Linked DNA regions of Zea mays: regions 1 and 2 are each linked to region 3. A link is a contact called in public Hi-C data. All regions are on one chromosome and are shown on one strand. Each heading gives the region's core, a stretch centred on a gene start, on an enhancer-like site or on the middle of the called end of the contact. The rest is flanking DNA. Distances are from core to core; before and after follow the strand shown. Region 1 holds the start of LOC100285271 (RNA pseudouridine synthase 4 mitochondrial). Region 2 holds the start of LOC103632375. Region 3 holds the start of LOC100276165.

What was found. Hi-C and Micro-C count contacts between places; a contact is called where the count stands out from the background.
Region 1: a Hi-C map of leaf shows a contact between it and region 3, with 4 times the contacts expected there. The contact joins the promoter of LOC100285271 here to the promoter of LOC100276165 in region 3. A contact is called at or near these places in 3 of 25 Hi-C or Micro-C datasets (ear, endosperm and leaf).
Region 2: a Hi-C map of leaf shows a contact between it and region 3, with 5 times the contacts expected there. The contact joins the promoter of LOC103632375 here to the promoter of LOC100276165 in region 3. A contact is called at or near these places in 2 of 25 Hi-C or Micro-C datasets (ear and leaf).

The regions. Positions count from the first base shown.
Region 1 is chr7:53,121,743-53,125,771 of Zm-B73-REFERENCE-NAM-5.0, reverse strand. LOC100285271 (RNA pseudouridine synthase 4 mitochondrial) reads left to right here and starts at 1,470. Exons shown (of 10, transcript NM_001367216.1): 1 at 1,470-1,793; 2 at 2,437-2,508; 3 at 3,626-3,766; 4 at 3,850-3,897; 5 at 3,983-4,029. The coding sequence starts at 1,473.
Region 2 is chr7:53,314,601-53,318,474 of Zm-B73-REFERENCE-NAM-5.0, reverse strand. LOC103632375 reads right to left here and starts at 1,261. Exons shown (of 11, transcript XR_004851434.1): 1 at 1-1,261. It overlaps LOC100273980 (Triacylglycerol lipase 1), which reads left to right and starts at 1,460. Exons shown (of 9, transcript NM_001360522.1): 1 at 1,460-1,712. The coding sequence starts at 1,524.
Region 3 is chr7:53,615,334-53,619,190 of Zm-B73-REFERENCE-NAM-5.0, reverse strand. LOC100276165 reads left to right here and starts at 2,419. Exons shown (of 4, transcript NM_001374097.1): 1 at 2,419-2,865; 2 at 2,965-3,102. The coding sequence starts at 2,768.

The DNA.
Region 1 (4,029 bases), core at 221-2,720, 490 kb after region 3:
GCTCTGCAGCCAGACGACCACGGATCGGCTGGTGAGTTTTGGCCCAAAATTACAAACATTCAAAGTATAGAAATTTCTGCATTTATAAGTTTGTGAATGATGTATAGGCGGTATATGAGGAGAAGATGGTTCGGTGCTATGGCCCTGACTTCGACTGATGACATGAACCGGTGGATCCCTCGGTGGTGTACTCAAGTGGTGGGGGAAAGCGCATGGACGGTAAGCTCTAACTTATGAAATTACATGGTTGATACTAAATTGATCATGCAGTAATCACAATTTTTGAATCACTTATAGATACACACTCTTCAACGGATTCATTGACTCGTCGTCAGTGAGATCTCAGAGGACGGGTTTGTCTTCCCGTAGCTCGTGCTCTCATCGATCGAACGAGCAGGAGTTGGAGATTATGAGGATCCGTGAGGAATGAGACAACAACGCGAATTTATGGAGGCTTGCAATGCACATAACCAAACGATGTATCAAGTGAGTATACATAATCCAAACTCTAAATTCTTATATTTCAATACAACAACTTCAATAGTAACACATATGTTTATCAGTTAATGCACTTCAATAGTACTGATATTCAGAATTCTTATTGATCAGGAAATTGGAATACACTTGAAGTTAAAGCAAAGGAGAAAGGATCGAACACTTAAATTTTATGATTCACACTACTCTGCCACATAGGTCCTCGGAACCCTCTGTAAGCCCTTGACTTCACCTACTTAAGTGAACAGTTTTTTCTTATTTATTGATAATGTTAATAATGTTATGGATTTTGTGTAGGATATTGTTTGCACGTTAGAATGGGAATCAATCGGTGTCCTAACTTGTGGTAAGGAAGCAATGACAGAAGAATGAAATTTTTCACCACCCAAGGATCTCAATCAGAATTTTAGGCTCATTCATACATTTACTAAACTCATGAACATTTATATGTGGCTCTATTGTGGTGGGTTACATGAATAGATTTTTTGCATTTTCTTCGTTTCATATGGTGACATATTTGTTACTGTGTGTACATTATTTAATGGAACTCTTACGACATTGTATTGTTTGTTTTGTTCTATATAGTCTTAACATTTTATAAAAAAATTTATGTATCGTCACAATGTATGAATATTGTACTATCATATATAGAAGTCTGCATGTTGCTGGTGGTTGATGTGGCAATGTTGTTGTTTCGTTGCAACTTGCAACGGCTCACCTAGTAAAAGAAACCTAGCAAGAGAAGAGAAGAGAAGAGAAGAGAGAATGTGCCGTTGCAAGCTAAGAACGTTGTACAATTATGTTTGTGCCATGCGTTCAGAAACGTTGGTTTGTTTGGCTATAGGCCCAAACCCAGCCCATCTACGTGAATGAACATGAATTTTCCTCTTCCGTCTTCCGGCTCGTTTTCGTGATCCAACGGCTACAAAAAGCGGGAGTGGGCTGGAAAGGCCGAGAGAGGCTCGATGGCGATCAGGATGCCGGCGCTCATCTTCCGCCGCCGGGCGGCCGCCGCAGCTCCAAAGCCGATACAACAGTACCTCGCTGGTCTATCCACCGCAGTGGAGCACGTTATTCCAGAAGATAACGGTCACATTGCCGGTGGGGAGGAGAACAAGAAGCGGTGGGTGGAGCTTCCTCCCTTCGCACCACTCGACGCCAACGCCACCGCTCGAGCTATCTCTCGGGGAGATGGTGGGGAAGGAGCATGCTCCAATGCCACGGCTATCAGGTGGGTCCGACACTGCTGCCCACACGTACCAGCGTCGCTGGTCCAGAAGCTGTTCCGCCTCCGCAAGGTGCGCGCGCCACGTTCTCGATCAAATGCTCCACTGTGTATCCTCCTCCCTCAGTTACTCCGCGTAGCTTAGAAATTTAAACATGATAAAGATTCATGTTTGTCTTGTGATCGTCCATGATTAGCTTTTTGCCTGGTCCTCATGGACAGTGATGGATTTCTACTTTTACTGTAAGGATGTGCAAAAAAATAATCTATTTTTGTGTGGATGGGTATGGATGAGCGTGTGTACATACTGGAACCCCTCCCGCATCGGATGCAAAATTTGACCTCATGCAGATCTGTATTAGTGATTTTTTTTTTTGTAAGCGTGAGGTACTTCAAGTTGTTTGCATTATTTTCTTTGTTAAAGAACATTCTAGAGCATACAATTTTGTAGGGAATATAATTCCAAAAGTAATGAGGGTAAATGCAGTAGTTTAGCATTCTATTTTCGTGTTTTACTTTCCATGATAAAAATTACATGTAAAAATATTTATTTTATGATTTATAAAAGTTCTTTTTGGGAAATCCAATCCCCCCCCCCCCTTACTTTTGAACAACTGTTATAGTATTTCTCTTTTATCTCTTGAGTTGTGCTCCATATAATAACAGTTTTCCTCCTGTAAGAAGATATTTATTTTCATGTCTATTCACTGTTGCAGGTGAAGAAGAATCTGGTGACTGCTGATACCTCTTCAACAGACAGTATTACTCTGCAACTCCGGTTGAGAAGGGTAATGAATGACGAATAAATCAGAAATACCTGACATTCTGAGTTCTAATTTTCACTTATATGCTTTTACATAGCATTTTTTGTATCATATGTCTAGTTTGGAAATTGGGATACATCATACATTGCTGGCATATGCACAGTTATAAGAAAATATGAAAGTTTGATATTGTTTGAAATAAAATAAATCTGTTATCTGAGTTAAGTATAATTTAAGGGGTGTGCTTCTGCAGTGATTTCTTAAAATGTTTTATCATCTTAAAACAAAGTGATTAAGGTGCAGCAATCTGTGTTCCCTACACGCTAATTTTCTGTTACGGATCCTAAAAAGATGCTTATAACCGATTGTCACTGGCAGATCTAGAAAGGAATAAGTACTTCTGAAAAGGCCACCACATTGCTAAACAGATCCTTGTTCTTTTGGGTTGGTATAAACAGAGTTGCTTTGCCAAGCATTGAATTTTGTGGACTTTGCACTCTTATCATTTGCACTTGATAATTTGACACTTGATGTATCATGGGCATTTGGTTCATGGGGACACATGTTAGTGAAACAATTGATTAGTCAATCATCATATCCTTGTTCTCTTCAATTATGACCTATCTTGGCATGGTACTATGACTTAAAAGAGGAACTTGGTAACTTGTCGTCATGATTTATAATTTGGACAGCACAATATCAATCACTGACCATGATATTAGTAGCAAAGTTTCAGTGTAACACGTAACTTTTTCAGATACTTTTATTTAAATTTTAGCAATTATCAGTATTTTCTTTGTTATTTGGGGAAGTTTGTGGAGCCACAAAATCTTTCACATTGTTTTCTCCTTTTTATTCCTGCGACTTTGTGCCTCCAGTATTTTTTTCATGGAACCATATTTTATCAACCCATATCCCTAAGCCTTGTTCCCTTATACTGCATCCTGCATACATGCACTATGTTCTGATGTAGTGATTGGTTTAATGCCAAGGAAAAGATTGGCATGGATGAAGAACGGCCAATGGCATTATAAAGTGAGGCAGTTTTCAGTTCTAGTATAATGAGGTTATAGAGCACAATATTTTTCTAGTAACTGAGTCCTCTCTTGCAGTATGTGACCTTGTTTTAACTGCTTCAAAGGTTTCAGCAAAAGATGAACTTGTGCCTGGTGATATTCTCTTTCTACCTGTTAACATTCAAGAATCTTCTGTTACCGAGAAGACCAAGAAATTTGGTAACAAGAATGAGATTGATTTTCTACGTGACCTTGAAATCTACAAGGTCTGAATCTATATTTGGTTTTCAAAGATATGTTGATTAGCTTGGATGGTAAATGATCTCATTGGCATCTGCAATTTTTTCAGGATAGAGCCATCATTGTGCTCAACAAACCACCTGGAATGCCAGTACAAGTAGATAACTTTATATCCTTAATAATCTGCAGTTCACAAAAATTTTAGAGCCTATTTGAAACTTTTTTGCTTCTTAATTCTGAAGGGTGGTGTTGGCATAAAGAATAGCATTGATATACTGGCCCCGATGTT
Region 2 (3,874 bases), core at 12-2,511, 300 kb after region 3:
ATGCCCACGAGCCCGGACTTTGTCCATGACTCCGGACCAGAACTGTGCTGCGAAATCCGCAGCCTGCGCGTAGATGCGGACGCTGGTCCAGTAGCAGCCATCGTGCAGGCGAGAGTTCAGGACCATGACGTCTGGAACACGATCACCGGACATGAAGTAGGACCGGATGAGCTGCCGGAAACCTCTGTTCCGGAGGGAATGCAAGCCGAGATAGTTCATGCTCATGTTCCAGTGGCCGTTGAAGATGCTTGTGATCCTTAGAGTCCCTGCCCCACCAATGGGATTGGTGAACACTGCATCAAACTGGCGTGTCACAGCAGACGTGTCCGTGATGCCGAGGACGAAGGTGAGGAGGTTCCGGATGGTGTCGACGTGGTTAGAGTCGCCCCAGAAGAAGAGCCACTTCCCGTCAAGGCACCACCACGACGCATCGGCCACAAAGAGCTTGAAGGAGCAGTGCGCCGAGTACACCCACCCGTTGCTCTCCAGCGCGCCGAGCGGCCCGTCGCACCACGGTGCCTTGCACGGGTGGTCCAACTCCAAGCACCGGTACCGCCCCGCTGCGTCTGACGCCCAACCACCGGATACGGTCACCAGATGCCAATGGGAAATTTCTAGGATCCGGCTGGGTTCTAGGATTCGGCTGGGTTCTGTGCCAGGTACCTTGCTGGTGAATAGATAGAAGATGCGACACAAGCTGCGGAGGAAGGGGGCAGATCCGAGGATTTTAGGAAGATGTTGGGATGGGGTGCTGGATCCGCTTCGAGCATGGCAACGGTTACCGCAGCAGGCCAGGCGGGCACCGCGGAGGCCGAGGTCGAGAAGGCGGAGTAGTACCTGGCGCCGCGTGTCGCGGGGAGCGAGGCGAGGATGGCGGGGCGACACCTTCCATCGATGGAGCGCGGGCGCGATGATGGCGGGAGCGGCGATGGAGGATCCCTGGAAGGGCGCGACGGAGAGCAGGGCGGGCGGGGCATGGTGCACCAGGGGAGAGGTCGCTCGCGCGAGGGCACACGGGGGCACAACTCCATGGAGAGGGCGGACGCGGAGAGAGCCTAGCGCGGCGATCCAGGGCGGAGGATGTCACGGACGCGGGATCTGGACGCGGATTGCGGGAGAGAGCGACGATTGCGGGAGACAGGCGGGGGCGGTTGCCGCGGGGCGAGCATGCAGAACCGTGCTGAATGTGAACGTTTACAATAGAGGCTTAATGAGTAGTAGAGAGCTAAGCATTTCGTGTTGTGCTGGTATAAAAACGGTATATGTGGTTGTGCTATTCATTATGACTAAATTTAAGGCACGACATAATACGATCATTGGAACCATATTGGTTTGGACTATTTTTTATGTCAAATTGTATTTTGGACTTCTATTTTCTAGCATTGTTCGGGTACTTTCATGTCTTGCCGGAGTAGAAATATCGGGTATGCATGCACTTGGGTTGCGTCTGGTCGGACGGGTGCATCTAAATCCGAACCCCCCCGCTCTTGGTCAGAGGGGGAGTAAAGCAAACAACGGCGGACATGGTGCGCCCAGGAAAAGCGCTTGCGGCGCCCCAGCTCCTCCTCCTCGTGTTCCTCTGCCTCCTAGCCGGTGGAGCCCGCGCATCCCCGCCCACAGACGCGCTACGCCGCGTCTCCCCGCGCGCGGGGGCCGGTGGCCTCTGCCAGCAGCTGCTCCTGCCGCAGGGTTACCCGTGCACCGAGCACACCGTACGTACGTCATTCCCGCTGCCTGTTCTTGATCTTCTTGTCTCTTGCAGTCGAGAGTTAATTCTTTGTTACTTTGTGCTCTGTTGTTCCGGACCGAATTGTTAGCATCGCAACAAGGATCGGTTGGTTGGGTATGACTAGCTTACTAGATTGATTGCATTATGGTAAGGCATTGGTTTTTTTTTTGTCTCAATATCGTTGAGCGCCCCATTAAAGGAGGGCCGGGATTGGTGTTGCAGTAACCATCACCCATCTGGAAATCGCGTTCTTGTATCTATCGCTGAATAATGAGCCCAATCAGACACCGCGAGGGAAGACTGGAAGAGTCAATATTTGTTCCAGTTTCAATTGGAGTTGCCGTAAAACCACTGGACTCTGTCTCTCAGGTCCCTTTCTGAGATGTGGAAAGCAAAGCCAACACATAATGGCCCCTAGGCTTCCATTAGTATTTTCTCTACAGTCTATGGCTCTAGGTTAATCAGAGCAAAGTGGCTTCTATCCTTGCTTTCCACTCCAAGCAAAGGAGAAAGTTTCTGACAGACAGACTTTGCTTATACTTCTGTAATTTGAGTGTTGATGCCCGGTCCCAAGGAACACAAGGCTTGTTACGGCACCACTATGTGCATATGAACTGTGAAAAATTTCTTTTAGTTCTCCATTGTGTAAAATACCTTTTATGGTTTCATATTGCTTATTGCTTTAACCTTGTACCCCTGCCAACTAAGGGAATGTTCGTCTACAAGGGATTGAATCTCCAAGTGGATCTAATCCATGGAGGGATTGAGTGGATCCCTCCCTTCACTTAATCCCCTTGGGGGTTGAATCCCTTTATGGTTTAATCCCTGCCCCCAAAACGTTTATTTGGTTAATCCCTGCCATTTGCAACAGAATTCATAAACAACAAGTCGCAGCATGTGTTCTGAAACATGCAAGTCCGAATATGACTGCACAAACGAAGAGCCAAGATGCAAGTCCCTGCCATATGCAATAAAGTGCAAAACTTGAATTCAATCACAAACGAATAAGAAGATGCAAGTTCGGCCACTTGAATTCAATGCTGAGTGAAGTGTCCCTAGCATTTTGAATCCTAAAACTGAAATACACTTCTTTAAATTCTGAAACTGAATGGTGTCCCTAGTTTTCTCAAACTGAAACAAGTATCAACATGTGTTCTGAAACATGCAAGCAGGGAAAAATCTAAGTGTCTCCATATCAAATAAGGCATATAGAAATCTACATCAAGACTAGCAGCATGTGTTCTTCTCATGTCACCAAAATGCCATGCCCAGTCATGCCTTGGACGAGGAACTTGGGCTCCAAAAGAAAATGTCACCAATTGAAGAGAGTCTCCAACAAGGTGGCAACCACACCTACCAGGTCACACATGACCTGCACAATTGCCATAGGAAACAACATTATATTAATTAATTTCCAATCAACAGTTGCAGCTTTTATGAAAGATTTAAACAAATGAAGGCAAGAAATACAGATGAGTGTTGGTGAATAGACTATTTTGCTCCAGGTTGCTGCACAAGACACCACAACTACTCCGTCTAAAGAAACCCAATGACATAATAGAACTTTGAAATGATAAATAAGCAGTAAAGTGTGCTGCTCATTAAATAAGAAGTGCTAAACAACAATAAATATGATATGTTAACTAATTTACAGACTTTGAATATATCATAAGCAAAAGGTCATGTACAAGCATATATCAATTAGGGCTGGCTAAAACATTCAGAATGTTCTCTATTTGTGCAAATCATACCAAGTTTAGGTCTTTAGCTAGCTAGAAACACGATGATATAATAGACCACTGTTGGGCGGTACACAACTTTCCTACTGCTCATTCAAAAGAAACACGATGATATAATAGAACTTTTGAAATAATAAACAAGCAGTACAGTGGGCTACACAATAGTAAAGTGTGTTCATTAAATAAGCAGTGCTAAACAACAGTAAATATTAAAGTTGGGCATTAATTTTTTTGATGGACAAGATTAGGATTTGGTGGCCTCAGGAGTTTCTTGGAGAGGGTAGGAACAACTAGGTCAAAGAAATGCTTTATGTGATGATGGAATGTATCACCACTATGTCCAAATTCTTCTGTTAGGTCTTCAAACGAGGCATTATGGCTGAGCATGTATAAGAAGAATGCTAGC
Region 3 (3,857 bases), core at 1,170-3,669:
CTTAAATCCCAACGGTCAGCAGTAACAGCTATATCAACGGCTATAGTGCATTAAATGTGTCGTCAGATGACAAATAAAGAAGTCGTGGACAGGCTGGCCGTGCATCCTGAACGGTCCGCGAGGACACTAAAAATGCATTTTACCGAACCCGTCACCTTCGGGTTTTTTATGGTTTTACAATGGACGGACGGTCCGCGCCTGAGGCCAGACGATCCGAGCTTGGTCCCGGACGGTGCTCTCTTTTCCTTTGGACAGTCCGCAGTGTAAACATGTGATTTGCATAGTTCCTGTCCGAGGCTCACCCTGGTGTTACGGATTGTCCGTCGGAAGGGCCCGGACGGTCCGCACAAAGGTGTATTTCCAAAAAGCTTCTCCTGTCGGGAATAATCTATGGTATTTCGGTCAGTCGACTTAGAATTGATGTAGATAACTTATGCACCTGAAAAATGATCAACTAGGCAATCTAGTTAGTCCATAAGATTTGTGTTGGTTGTCAAGCACCAAAATCAATTATAGAAAATGGTTAAGACCATTTCCCTTTCAGATGGGTCCACAGCACAAAGCGGGGAAGCGCGCGCGGGTGTGGGAGTTGGCCCCCATAGGTGGGATCGAGCTGGTAGAGAGAGGAGGGGCGCGGGCGCGCGTGGGGCAAGCTGAGCCTAATGGGCCGAAAGGCTGAGGGGAGAGGAGGTTGCGGGCTGCTTTTGCTTTTTTTTATTCTGAATTTCTAATATCTTTTCTTTTTATTTTCTCTTGGAATTCAAATCCAACCAAGCCACAAACTCAAATTTAAACATTTCAAGCATATGCATCAAACAAAGATCAAAGTTTAAACTCAACATGATGCAACAATTCATGTCTCCCTAGGGTTTAGTCTACCGAAGTATTAATACATATCCAAATAAATTAACCAACCCTCTAATAAAAGGAAGAGAAAAAGGAAACTATAGAGAGGAGGAGAGTTGTAAGACCTGAATTTGGTAGGTACTAGAGAAGAAATTTTATACCACAAATTTAGGGTGTTACAATACATTGTATTGTCTCAAAATAGTAACTTAACGCGACAGGACGTAATAATGCGCCTGAGCGGTTGGTTTACTCCTCTTCGGTGCCGTGTTACGCCAAGGGGTGGTAGTGGCGTGTAGTTTCCTGAAAATCTACATGACACTTGAAGGCTTCTAAAGATATAAAATGTACCATCTAGGAGAAACGATTGATAACCACAAAAAACATTATCACTCCCCCTCTTTGTTCTAGGCAAGCCCAAAACAAAATCCATAAAAATATCCTCCGGAGGTGCACTAGGAACATGAAGTGGTATATAAAGACCATGTGGGTTAAGTCAGGATTTAGCTTTGTTGCACGTGGTACAACAAGAGACGTAGCGCTCAACATCACGATGCATCCTAGGCCAAAAGAAGTGAGTGAACAACACATCTAGATACAGAGGAGCGCTTGACAGAGAGCATCTTGAGAAGAGCACTTGGTTGGGAGAGAAGGACCGAGGAAAAGCGAAGGATGATATGGTCACATAGCGACAGACAATAGGTCATTAAGCGAAAACGACAAAAGTTTAGTTAAGAGAGATTTTCAGTCCCACCCAACTAAAGTTTAGTCCCTATCATATCGGATTTTTTAAATGATAATTAAATGTATTAAATATACTCTAATTATAAAACTAATTACATATATAGAGATTAAAAGATGAGACGAATCTATTAAATTTAATTAAGTCTATATTTAATACTCATAATTAATATTTAAATATTTGACGTGATACGATCTAAACTTTAATCAGATGACCGAACACTCTCGTAGACTATGTTTAGCACAATTGTTGCTTGTTGGAAAGCAACTCATCTGAAAAGGTTTTGTTTGTTGACTGTTTTTAGTTCATTCTGTAAAGCACCTGAACTGATAAGTTGTTGCAAAGCGTTCTATTTAGCACACCTTCTGTTTAAATATATGAAGACGCTGAAAATAAGATGTGCCAAATAGGTCATATATGCTGCAGCTTATCTATTATTATACTCATATTTAAACTATGGGGGTGTTTGGTTAGAGGGACTAAAGATTAGTCTCTAGTTTTTAGTCTCATTTATTCCTTTTTTGCCAAACACTAGAACTAAAATATGGACTAAAATGATTTAGTTTTTAGTCCTTTACATATGTGCTAAAAGGGAATAAACCATATTAATTTCACATTTAATCCTCATTTAGTTCAATTGTACTAATAGCAGGAGAATGTTAAAGGTCATTTTAATCTTCTTATGAGTTATTTAGTATATTCTTACTATTTTTAGCCTCTAAAACTAAACATGGTAGCGACTAAACTTTAGTTCCTAGATTAAAGAAACCAAACATGCCCTATATTATGTGAATGCAAAATAATGTTTTGGTGACCGGTGAACTGCTGGCAACAATCTTATAACTGAGTTTTGACGTCGTCGACGTCATCAGCATCACCTAGCGTCGAAGCGGCGTCGCATCAGTGTAGAGGAGGATGGGGAGGAGAAGAGATCGAAGCGGCCGTGGACGCAGCGCGAGGAGGCAGCAAAGCAGGTTGGGCTGAGGGGTAGCGCGGGCGACCACTGACAGATTGGAGCAGCAGCAACCGGCAGGCGCGGAAGGTGCAGCGGAGATAAGTAGTGTGATTCAGGTTTGGACCGGACCATACCAGGCTGAGGCCCATTAATGATGCAATTTGCTGGGCTTCTTTATTTTCTCCGTGCTTCCATCCTCTTCTCCGTCGGCGGGGAGAAGTGAAATGCCGTGGAGATGGGCGGCGGCGGCGGCGACGAGAAAGCTCACCGGGATCTCTCAGTCGCGAGTTTCAGTAGCCTTTACCGGCCGTCTTCTCTACCGGTAGAATTGTATCTTCAAATCTTCCCTTCAAAATTCCATGCCCTAACTGACACGAGATCTCTCGTCTTATTGTCTGCGTCATGCCAACTTTGGCTTCAGCTCGTTCGGAAGCGACTCCAGTGAAAGCCGCAAGAGGTCACTGCCACGGGGGGTCGTATCGATCGGGGCCATCAGCCTTGCTGGAGGTCTCGTGCTCAGCGCCGTCAACGACCTCGCCATCTTCAATGGATGCACAACGTCAGCTTCTTCTTTATTTTGGCTTCCTCCCCCCAATTCAAAATCAATCCTGCAATATCTGCACTTGTGTTTCTAACATGAACATGTTTGGATTCCATGAACCAACTGTTAGCTAGCTAGTTAATTTTAGCTCAAATTAGCTCTAATGCATTGGGCGAATGGCTATTTTTTTAGCTGTCTTTAACTAGTTGTTAGCCAACCAAAGCAAATTTGAGCTAATTTTTAGCCAGCTAGTAACTATTTATGTCCATGTGTATCAAACAGGCCATATATTACGCTCCTCAGTTACTAGAGAGAATTGATTTGCATGCAAACAACTGCTAGAAGGCCTTTACTCGTATTTTAATCTCCTGTTACTAGAGAGAATTGAATTGCATGTAAGCAAGTACTAGAACTCGATAGTTTGATTACTCAGGAGCAAAGAGATGTGATTTCTTTCCGCATCTTATTTAGCTGCACTCCAGTCCACTCCAAGCCACGCGTGGTTTTGGAGTTTGGACATGGGAGGGGTTCAACCCACGTGGATTGAACTGAACTGGAATAGGCATTGCAAAGTTTGTGCTGTGTTCCCAAACCCAAACTGTTGCCTTTTTTCTTGGAGTATCAAGGGAGGTCCAAACATATTGCCATTTTTAGAGTATCATAGGGATATCCAAACATTTTGCCTCTGTTCATGCATCAGTGCCATGTGAACTTTAGGAATCCATTTTGGGAACAATCAAATGCCCACCATTGGATATCAATGGTAATGTCTA